2 separate regions of the Mus musculus genome follow, and region 2 is linked to region 1. Evidence: chromatin contacts called from public Hi-C data. All regions are on one chromosome and are shown on one strand. Each heading gives the region's core, a stretch centred on a gene start, on an enhancer-like site or on the middle of the called end of the contact. The rest is flanking DNA. Distances are from core to core; before and after follow the strand shown.

What was found. A called contact is a pair of places that touch in the nucleus more often than the background predicts.
Region 2: a contact with region 1 is called in a Hi-C map of stem cell-derived neural stem cells, with 2.3 times the contacts expected there. The contact joins two enhancer-like sites. A contact is called at or near these places in 8 of 39 promoter capture datasets (the 3T3-L1 cell line, the C10 cell line, embryonic stem cells and 3 more), 5 of 15 datasets of contacts at CTCF or cohesin (CD8 T cells, the NIH/3T3 cell line, embryonic stem cells and 2 more), 123 of 484 Hi-C or Micro-C datasets (the 63-12 cell line, the AML12 cell line, the AtT-20 cell line and 67 more), 14 of 115 datasets of contacts at active chromatin or transcription factors (the NIH/3T3 cell line, astrocytes, bone marrow-derived dendritic cells and 9 more) and 2 of 9 other capture datasets (embryonic stem cells and liver).

Annotation. Positions count from the first base shown.
Region 1 is chr7:49,599,742-49,604,439 of GRCm38.p6, reverse strand. It overlaps Nav2 (neuron navigator 2), which reads right to left. Exons shown (of 39, transcript NM_175272.3): 38 at 1-15. Among named protein-coding and RNA genes, the nearest start is that of Dbx1, 35 kb to the left of the region's middle. Within about 2 kb of position 3,074, at least 132 of the 459 cell types and tissues checked have an H3K27ac peak or open chromatin away from gene starts, as enhancers often do. A contact at or near this core is called in the Ba/F3 cell line, the C2C12 cell line, the HL-1 cell line and 5 more, where this site is marked.
Region 2 is chr7:49,921,874-49,926,594 of GRCm38.p6, reverse strand. The region is part of intron 5 of Slc6a5 (solute carrier family 6 (neurotransmitter transporter, glycine), member 5); the gene reads right to left. Among named protein-coding and RNA genes, the nearest start is that of Slc6a5, 14 kb to the right of the region's middle. Within about 2 kb of position 3,389, at least 74 of the 459 cell types and tissues checked have an H3K27ac peak or open chromatin away from gene starts, as enhancers often do. A contact at or near this core is called in the Ba/F3 cell line, the C2C12 cell line, the HL-1 cell line and 5 more, where this site is marked.

The sequences.
Region 1 (4,698 bases), core at 1,825-4,324:
ACGCCTTCCGTAGAGCTGCAAACAGGCAAAAACGGGTACAGACTGGAAGCAGGCCGAGACTCTCTCTTGTTGCCCCAGTTCTGTAGCTTAATGGAAAACCTCCTAAACCAGCATTCTGAATAGCATTATGAACTAGAGAAATCGTCCAGGATAAACACAGCCAATGGGTTAGGTGCTCAGTCTAACAGACTCGGGCTCACTCTCGGCTCTTAACTAACCTTCCCGAGTCACCTCTAGAATCCCACGGGTTAAGCCCACTCAGAGATTGGGTTCTGGGCAGCAACATGGCAAGACAAGGGTCTGATGATGAAATAAACCTGTATTTTTTTCTCTCTCCTTTTTTTTTCATGCACATGTGTGCTGTGTGTGCGCATGTCCACATGTGCACAAGTGTGCATGTGGAGGCCCGAGGTCAATGTTGGGAGTTTACTGGGTGTCTTCCACACTGTGCTCATTGAGGCAGTTGGTCAGCTGGACCCAGAGCTGTGTGATTCAGCTAGTGTACCTGCCAGCATGCTCTGGGGGTCTCATTTCCTCATATTTTGACCATGGAAGTAAAAGGGGGACCCCATAGCTATTGGGAATTTACATGGGTTCTGGCGATCTGACCTGTGGTCCTCTTCCTTGCTGCTTGTGTGACACGCACACGGACAGCTGAGCTATCTCCCCAGGTCCTGAACCCCCATTTTTCAAGTATATCTGACTCTCAGAGTGCTTCTGTGGGCACGTGAGTCCCTTTTTAAGTACAACATTAAGAGAGGACACTGTGCACGGGCAACAGTGATGAGATCTTTGCTGGCTCCGGATTCTCAGACTTGCCAGTGAGAGGAACCGATGTAGTCCCCAAAGGGCGAGCTATACCATCTCTTAGTTTTACAAGGCCAACAATATCCTGCTTCGAGGGTTCTTTTCTCAAGCCTTGAGGCCCTGACCTGGCAGTAATCTTAATGACTGTTCCTGACAGCCTTGTGAGATGTATGTATTCTTTAAAGAATGGAAACCTAAGCTGGGGGGCTTCTCACAGCGAGGCTCTGACCACTGTGAGGCTGGGTCTGGCGTGTCTGTTTCCTCTGCGTGCCCTGGGTGCCAGGGGCCAGCCATGAACAGCAATGATGACTCGAACAGAAGCATCGCCCCATGGCTTAGAGATGGGGGAGCCCCAGAAGAGCCATTGCAGATCAAGTCTGCTACCCTCTGGCCACTGGCATCAAAGCAGACATGATAGGGCATGCTCACAGACAGGGCAAGGCAGGGTAGGGTTGTCTGGGCTGTAAAGAGGTGCTTCTACAGTGACTTCAGGGTACATAGATGGAAAATTCCAGACACCACCTCCCTGTGAGCCTCTTCTAACCTCTTGGAAGCTGCAGAGGGGAAATGAAGAGGTAAATAGTACTCAGACCAATACATAACGGGGTCCAGCTCTGGTCCAATGGACCCACACCTTTGAAAGTTACAGTTTCTCAACTGAAAAAGAGCCCGTCTACTTAACAGGTGCCCTCTCTCTTATCTGATGGGACACCAGAAGCTAACGGCACTGCTGATGTGAAAGGTTGGAAGGCAGATCTGGATTAGAACCCAGGACTCAAACTTCCTTCTTGGGGCCTTTCCCTCTTACTTACCCACGGGACCACTTTGAATCAGCAGAAACGATATTACTGGAGCCTGAGAGCGGGGCTGTTCACCAGACCTCCCCATGTCAGCCTGGCCTAAGTTCATCATTCGCTCTGGTGGGTCCCCTCTCCCCGAGTCCCCTGAGTTACTCCAGGTCTTAGAATCTGATTTCTATCCAGGATGCCACCCACACTACCCCCACCTTAGATAAGCCCATCTCTTTATATTAGTGGCTTCCTCCTTCACTTTACCTCAGCACCTCCTATGACATTATCTTGTCAGATGTCAGCTCATTGTCTCCCCCATACCCCAGCCTAGCCTCTAGCCTAGTTTGCTGCTACAGCTCCCTTCATCAATCTTGGTTCTTGAATTCAGTCCAGCAGCCTAAAGCAGTTCAGTATGAGCAGGAACGATTTGGGAGAGGGGCGGGTGTGGACCCATGTGTGGATCAGGAGTGAAGAGGACACAGAAGTGGCTGGGGATGGTTACAGCTGAAGAAGCAAATTCAGATTAGAAGCCTCTCCCTACCGGGCCCTCTGAAGGAACAAGACTGCCTTTCCAAGGGGTCCCTCAAGGCCTTAGAACCACTAAGGCTGAGGCTGAGCATGCCCTTAGCACTCCTGAGGCCCAGTGGTTTTGTCCACACTTGCTCTTCATCCTTAGCCCCTGCACTATAGGCTCAGAGAACAACTGGGTTTCCAGAAACCAGGCCAGTACAATTGTCCCATAGGTCAGATTTTTTTTTCCCATTTTTTGGAGGGGAAAGCCAAAGCTGGCACAGGGGACTGCAGAAGGTGTCAGAGGACCTTGGTAACTGAGGAAAGGTCTCTGGGTGTCCTTCTGCAGCACCTGCCCTTAACACCCCCAGTCTACCCCCAACACCAGGCCTTCTGAATTGCTCCGCTCTGCAGACACCAGACACACTGGCAAGCGTTTCTGATGACAACGGGGAATGGGACCTGAGACTGAGTCATAAGGTAAGCATTCGTAGGTGCAGCAAACATTAGCTGTAAGAACAAAAAACATTTTCTTTTTTACAACCCTTCCTACATTCCACAGGATGTGGTCAAGGCCAGGTGGCCGTGAGTCAGTCTAAGGCAAGCAGAGGAAGTGTTGTGCAGCTTCCGGGCTCTTCTGCAGACTCTGGAGGGCAGCTGGACAGGCAGACAATCACTTTCCCCAGGGAGGAGGAAGCTGGTCTACTACTGGCTCAGGAATTAAGGATGATGCTAAGACACTGGAAACTAAGATTTGGGCTGCTGCGAACCTCCTGATCCTACAGGAAGCACAGGACTCCTGGATGTGCACGGCAGCACCAACATTCACATTTAGGAAGCACTTCTAGGCATGACTTACACACAGGTGACTTTCATTCACATATTCCAGAAAAAGATACTACCGCCTGCATGCTCTCCACTAGGGGGCGATGCGTTGTCATGTCCTGTCCCGCCCACACGCAAGCATTGCCTGAGTCTGATGGTAAAGGCTGGTGCCTGCAAGAATGACTTCCCTGTATTCTTTCCCTGTCTCCCCATGGGCAGCCCTCTTTCTGGCTCCTAACATGTGACAGCCCCCTTTGGAACCTATTCTGAGGTCTCCACCTCTTCTCAACTCATAGCCTTGGCTAAGGAAGGGCACACATGTTCTAAATGACAGTGTGCTTCCCTAGTGGCCACTGTGCAGGGGAGAGGTGAGGAGGGAAGGACCCCGTATGGTACCTGGCACACACTCAGCTTTCCCTCAGAGGGAGCCAAGGAGAGAGGGGAAGTGAAATGAGCTTTTTAAAAAATTAAGGACTTTTCTCATCTAGTGAAATCACAGGTAGAACCCTGCCTAACACTAAACCAGGCACAGCAGTGCACACCTTTAATCCCAGAACTCAGGAGGCAAAGGCAGGCAGATCTCTGTGGGTTCAAGGCCAGGCTGGTCTACACAGAGAGACTCTGTACCAAACAAACAACAGCAAAATAACACGTGTGTTAGCACGTGTCTACAATCCCTGCATGCTGGAGTTTGAAGTAGAAACATCAGAAATTCAAGGCTAGCCTGGGCTATATACAGAGTTCAAGGCCAGCTTAGGCTATATAAGACACTGTGCTTAAAACAACAAAAACCACCGGGCAGTGGTGGCGCACGCCCTTAAGGGATTAAGGAGGCAGAGGCAGGCGGATTTCTGAGTTCAAGGACAGCCTGGTCTACAGAGTGAGTTCCAGGACAGCCAGGGCTACACAGAGAAACCCTGTCTCGAAAAAAAACAAAACAAAACAAAAAAACACCAACAAAAACCCAGCAAACCCAACCAAAAAACTTTGCTTCCTGGCTACCTATAACACTTGTAAGTTACAGGAGACCCTAGGATGGCCTCATTGTCACAAAGTAGCTGTAGCTGTCACATTGCTCTGGACTCCAGCCCTCACTCAATCATGGTGGTCTGCTGAGGGAACTATGTTAAGGTCAAAGCTTTGGCTGGCCTTGGGTTTTCTTCCCTGTATTCTCTCAGGGCTGCAGGAGTGCCAGGACCCTGGTGTAAAGCCTGGTAGATCCTCCAACTTCCACCTTAACCCCGACAAGGAAACACGGCCAATCCTTATGAATCAGCAGACTTCAGGGCCGCCTCCTGTACTAATTTACCAGGCAGAGCTAGGAGATTTGGGACAGGGTGGTACTAGGCAATCCTAACCCAGCTGTCTCCCTTCACTGCTTCTACACTGAGGACATGTCCTTCAGATGACCTCTAAGAATGACACATCCACTTGGTCCCTGTCACAGGCAGGCCCTTCAGCAGCAGCCACTTTGAAGCCCCTCCTATCTATGCCCTTTGCTCTTGGCTGGATGAAGAGGAAGAGTCCCTTCTGCAATGGCTCCCTGAGCAAAGGAATCATAGGTGACTTCCCAGCTATGCCTGAAACCTCCCTTTCAGTTCACCTCCAAATGGGAGGGGCCTTGGTGCCACCAGCCACTGGGGACCAAGGGGTCAGCTCAAGAGTCCTCTTTGTCTCCTTGGACACCTTGGGTATCTTCGCTCAGTCGCCTCTGGCTTTTCTCAAGTGACTCAGGTCATTCCCCTTTGGTTATCAGAAGGACCGC
Region 2 (4,721 bases), core at 2,140-4,639, 320 kb before region 1:
TGGGTCAGCAGGCCTAGTGACCACACTGTGTGCTAAAGGGCCTTCAACAGGACCTGAGAATGTGTCGTCTTGGTGAATGTGATCATCATGGGCCATATAGTAATATCCAGAAACATTTCTAACTTTTGCATCTGAGCAGCTCAGCACTATTGACATCAAGAGCATAAAGACCAAGGCTGCTGCTGCTGCTGCTGCTGCTGCTGCTGCTGCTGCTGCTACAATGAGCAAGTCAGTTCTCCATGTTGACAAAGAATTATCCCATGCAAAATCCCAATAGCTGAGAATGCCTGGAATAAGAAGAGAAAGTCAACCAGTCAACCACATGAGCGTTAGCATGCCAGGGTGCAGGGGTGCCAGGGTGCCAGGCACCGTTGAGGTTTGGTCTTTTGCTTGTGTTGTAATGCTAAATGCTGGCCTCCGAGGCCTGGGTGCCTCCAGGGATACGAGGGTCTGCACTTACCCAAGTGACTTACACAAGTGATACTTTGTAACCTTGACCCCCACCCCACTTACCCAAGTGACTTACACAAGTGATACTTTGTAACCTTGACCCCCACCCCAAAAATTTTCCCTGAATGGTGAATAAAATGCCTACAGCTTGGGAGAAGAAAGATAGGCAAAGATGGGTTCCTGGGCTTGGAGCTGAGGAGACCATAAGGGTGAAAAGAAGGTGGGAGAGGAGAAAGATGTCATAGGTTAGGAGTTGGGAAAGCATGGTCATGAAGGCTGGCCAATTGGAGTTAAGAGCAGCCCAGATGAAACATAAGTAATAACTTGGGGTTATCGATAGGACATAGATTTTAATAGCATAGAGGATAGATTTCTGCCCAGCTCTAGCGCTGATTAAGGCGTACTGTAAATAATAAAAGTTGTGTGTCTTTTATCTAGGAACTAAATGATCAAAGGTGAGTTAGAAGTCCCAGATTGAGAATAAATAATTTCTACAATAAGACCCCATGCTGGGCTCAGCTCAAGAAGTCGTCTTTAGACACAGCAAGCATAGATTATTTTAATCTTTACTCTCAATAGGAAGAAGCTGGGGTATTTCTGACCGTTTTGCAATGTGTTTCTAACAGCAGTATAAACTGCTAGACACACAGCTGTGGGTTTTCTCAGGGGTGAAGCACTAACTAGCATGCCTAAGGCCCTAGGTTCTAATTCCAGCACCACAGAAGGGGATGCAATAAGTAAAAATGGGCAGAAATTTGAAACAAAAAGCCCGCTGGACTCCCAAAAGACAGTTTCATCAAGCACCAAGTAGCAAGACAACTGGCACTGTGAGGACTAGGTCTCGGGGATGTCTGCAACACTGGATGCTCATGGCCCCCAAGCCTTACGTCACCCCTGTGAGCCAAGTCCTGGAATCAGCTGGTACCCAGAGCTGCAGCCGCTTACCAAGGATGCAAGTCCTGCCAGGAGGAACGGGGCACTTGCTTTTTGCAGTCCTCACTCTGATCTACCCCACTCTGGAGTACACAGCAGGGCTCATGGGCTCGTGCACCTAGAGAGTCCAGCACAGGGGCCCAAGGAGGAAGGCACAAATGGGGAATGACGGCAGCAGCAGACAGATTGTTCCCACCAATCCGCAATGACCTTTTCCAGATGTTCAGGTCCAGATGCAGAAAGTGAGTCTGCATACCATCTTCCTTTTCTAAGTTTTGGAGAATGAGTTAAAATTGTTCTAGACACCATGACAAAATGCATGCAGTGAAGATGCATTGTGCCACGCTCCAAGCCACGCCCCAAACCATGCCCCGAGCCACACCCTCTGTGAGTGCAGCCACAAGGGCAAGAGTGGGGGTTCAGGCTTCCACCAGGCCTGAGAGCACCTCCAACTGCTAGGGATGGATGGATCTCGTTCACGGGGCTATTGCAGGGTCCAAAGTAAGTGAGATAAGAGGCTTAAAAATACTCAATACATCCTAGCAGTAACTCAATCTTCGTCATATTACCTGTCCACGAGGCAGACTGTACTCTGTATCACTTCCGAGGAACACACTGACCTACCTCAATGGCCGGCTGCTCCCCCACCCCCACCCCTAGTTATCTCAGAATGCCGAGGGAAGATTCCAACAACATGGGCTGCTGATGTTGCTCATTGCTAGAGTGTTTGCCTAGCAGCACGAAGCCTCCGGTTCAGTCTTCGGATGCACATTAGACCACGTGTGGTGGTGTACACCTGTAATCCCGGCATGTGACAGGCTGAGACAGGAAGGCTGCCAGGAGCGTGAGCCCAACCTTATCTCAAACAAGCAAGATTCAAATAACAGTAGAAAACCCCTCCCCTTCTGATTGGCTCCCCAGACTCTCTCCGAGGAGTACTAATAATTACTTCCCGGGCCAAATCATTCTTTGCTGGAAGAAGGCTGTCCTATGTGGTAATAGCCACTGGCTGCTGCTCACCAAACACTAGTAGTCTTACCACCCCAGACCAAAAACAAAAGCAAAAACAAAAACAAAAACTGGCTCTGCTAAATCTCAGGCTGAGAATCTGTTTCTAGGTGTCTCCTAGAAGCTGCCTTTTCAACATTAGCTCTTTAATTAAAAAAACAAAACAACAAAACCAAAACAAAACAAAATAAAAACAACAACAACAAAAACATTTTCAGAAGGATTCCAGACTCCCGACTATCAAATCTTTGCTGGGGAAGATTTCTTCTTTTAATTTCTTTTAATTTCTTCTTTTAATTTCTTTTAATCCCCTGAACCAGGGGATTAAAGTTCCACTCAGATCCTTTTGGCGTAAATCACCACGGCTTAATTCTGATTTTTCCTGATGAAAAGCAACCCATCCGCTAAGATCTCAGTGATCGCTGCTTGCTTCCAAAATTGCCTTTGTAAAGACTCCCTGGACCCGTGAATGCCCAGAGGACCACCGACCAGCCAACCCAGTGTAGCCTCATAAGATCCAGTTCCAGGTTCCCACTGCAATGCTGCAGAGCCACCAGCAGCCTCGAGCCTCCTGCAATGTCTCTTCTAACCACTAGGTGGCAGGAGCGTGCTTCTCGGCTCTCTGCCCTTTCTGTCCGCCAGAGAAGCAGTGACAGGCCATCTCATCAGAGCTCCGCGGCCCAACAACCCCGAACAAAGAACAGCGATAATGATCGGCTAAATTGGAAAGCTGTTGGAATGGGATTCTCTTTACTCGGGCAATTATTAATAAATGAAAGCACAGGAAAGACCGGGGAGAAAAGGGATCATTTAATTAAAGTTCTAATGAAAATTAAGCCATTCCAGAAATAGAAATGGTGTTTATACTGTTCCAATTTGAGCTGACCCAGCTAAGGCCCTGTTTGAACAAAACAGTGGCTGAACTCATTCCGCAGGGTAGGGACAAACTGTCCTCCATTGCAGATCCTTGGAGGGCTGAGTCAGCCTGGGCAGTAGCCTGTCCTACAAGCTGTACCTAGAGACGCAGGAAGCTGAGACTAGAGGATTGCCATCTGAACTACAGAACAAGGCCTTGCCTTAATAAAAACGGGAAGGAAGATGAAATGACTAGGCATGTTCTGCCTCTCTCTGTAGGCAGCCCCAGGGCTGGTCTCGGGCTGGAGTGGGCACAGTGCTTGGCATCTGCATGCTGACATGAACAATCAGACAACATGATCAGAGCAACACTGGTGGTGGACACACCTCCACCCACTGTGTGTGAGGGTCACAATGTTAAGCCATTTATACGTCCGTTCATCTCCTGGGACAGTGCCAGGCTTGCTTTGAAAACGAAGTGGTTACAGGGCTGAGGCGGTGCCTTGGGGGTCATGTGGGGAACACTGCAAGGGAGGAGAGGGGGCATCAGGTCCATTTCCCAAAGAAGCCTAGCTTGGTGTATTCATCTTGGAGATGGCATGGGAAAAGCTATTGTCTAAATTCCCAACAGCTGGGCCAAGCAGAAGGGATTTAAAGCAATGTGTATCTCTATAGGTCAGGATTCTCTTACCTTTCTACGGCACCTCAAAACCCAACAGGATTGAAACCCCTATCAAAGAGAACTTGACCCCATGTATAGAGCCCACCCATGTACAAGTAATGCAGAAGCTGAGGGGAGTGCAGAGAGGGGGTGGGGGAATATTGATACTTTGCTTTATTTAATTAACAAAAAAAAAATTAGAAACTATGGCTAAGCGTGCTGCGGCCTCTGACTCATTCATGGGCTCCTAGGAATAATCAGAGAAATATGCCCATTGTCTGTGCTCTGGTTGTTTTAATGGTGTACGGCTGGTGAATAGATGCCTAGCCATGCCAGGCCCCATAGCCCTCTGCCTCTCAGGGTTGCTTCACACCACACTGGAGAGAGACATGAATCCAAACCAGGGCAGGGTCATGCCTGCCTCTCTCTTAAGGCATCACCTATATGCCTGGCCAAGGTACCTAGGTAGCTTTAAAAAGAATAAACACACACATGTAAAAATGAATAGACTACACAATAGATGCATATCTATGACAGAAAAATGGAGCAAAGATGGGCCCCAAATTGTTCAAATTTTTATCCTTACATCCATGTAGGTATCTCTAATAAAGATAAAATCCCACTATGAACATAGCATGCTTTTAAATGTATTAGGATGTGGGAGGTTTTTCCCATGCTTTTATATATGACTATTTGTTTTTAATGATTATAGAATAACTTATTATGAAGGGTGAGCCATGATTTATTTGAGCAATGGAATTGTGGGGCTCTTTATCACATACTAAGTTCCTACTGCTTTCCAGCACTGTGAATG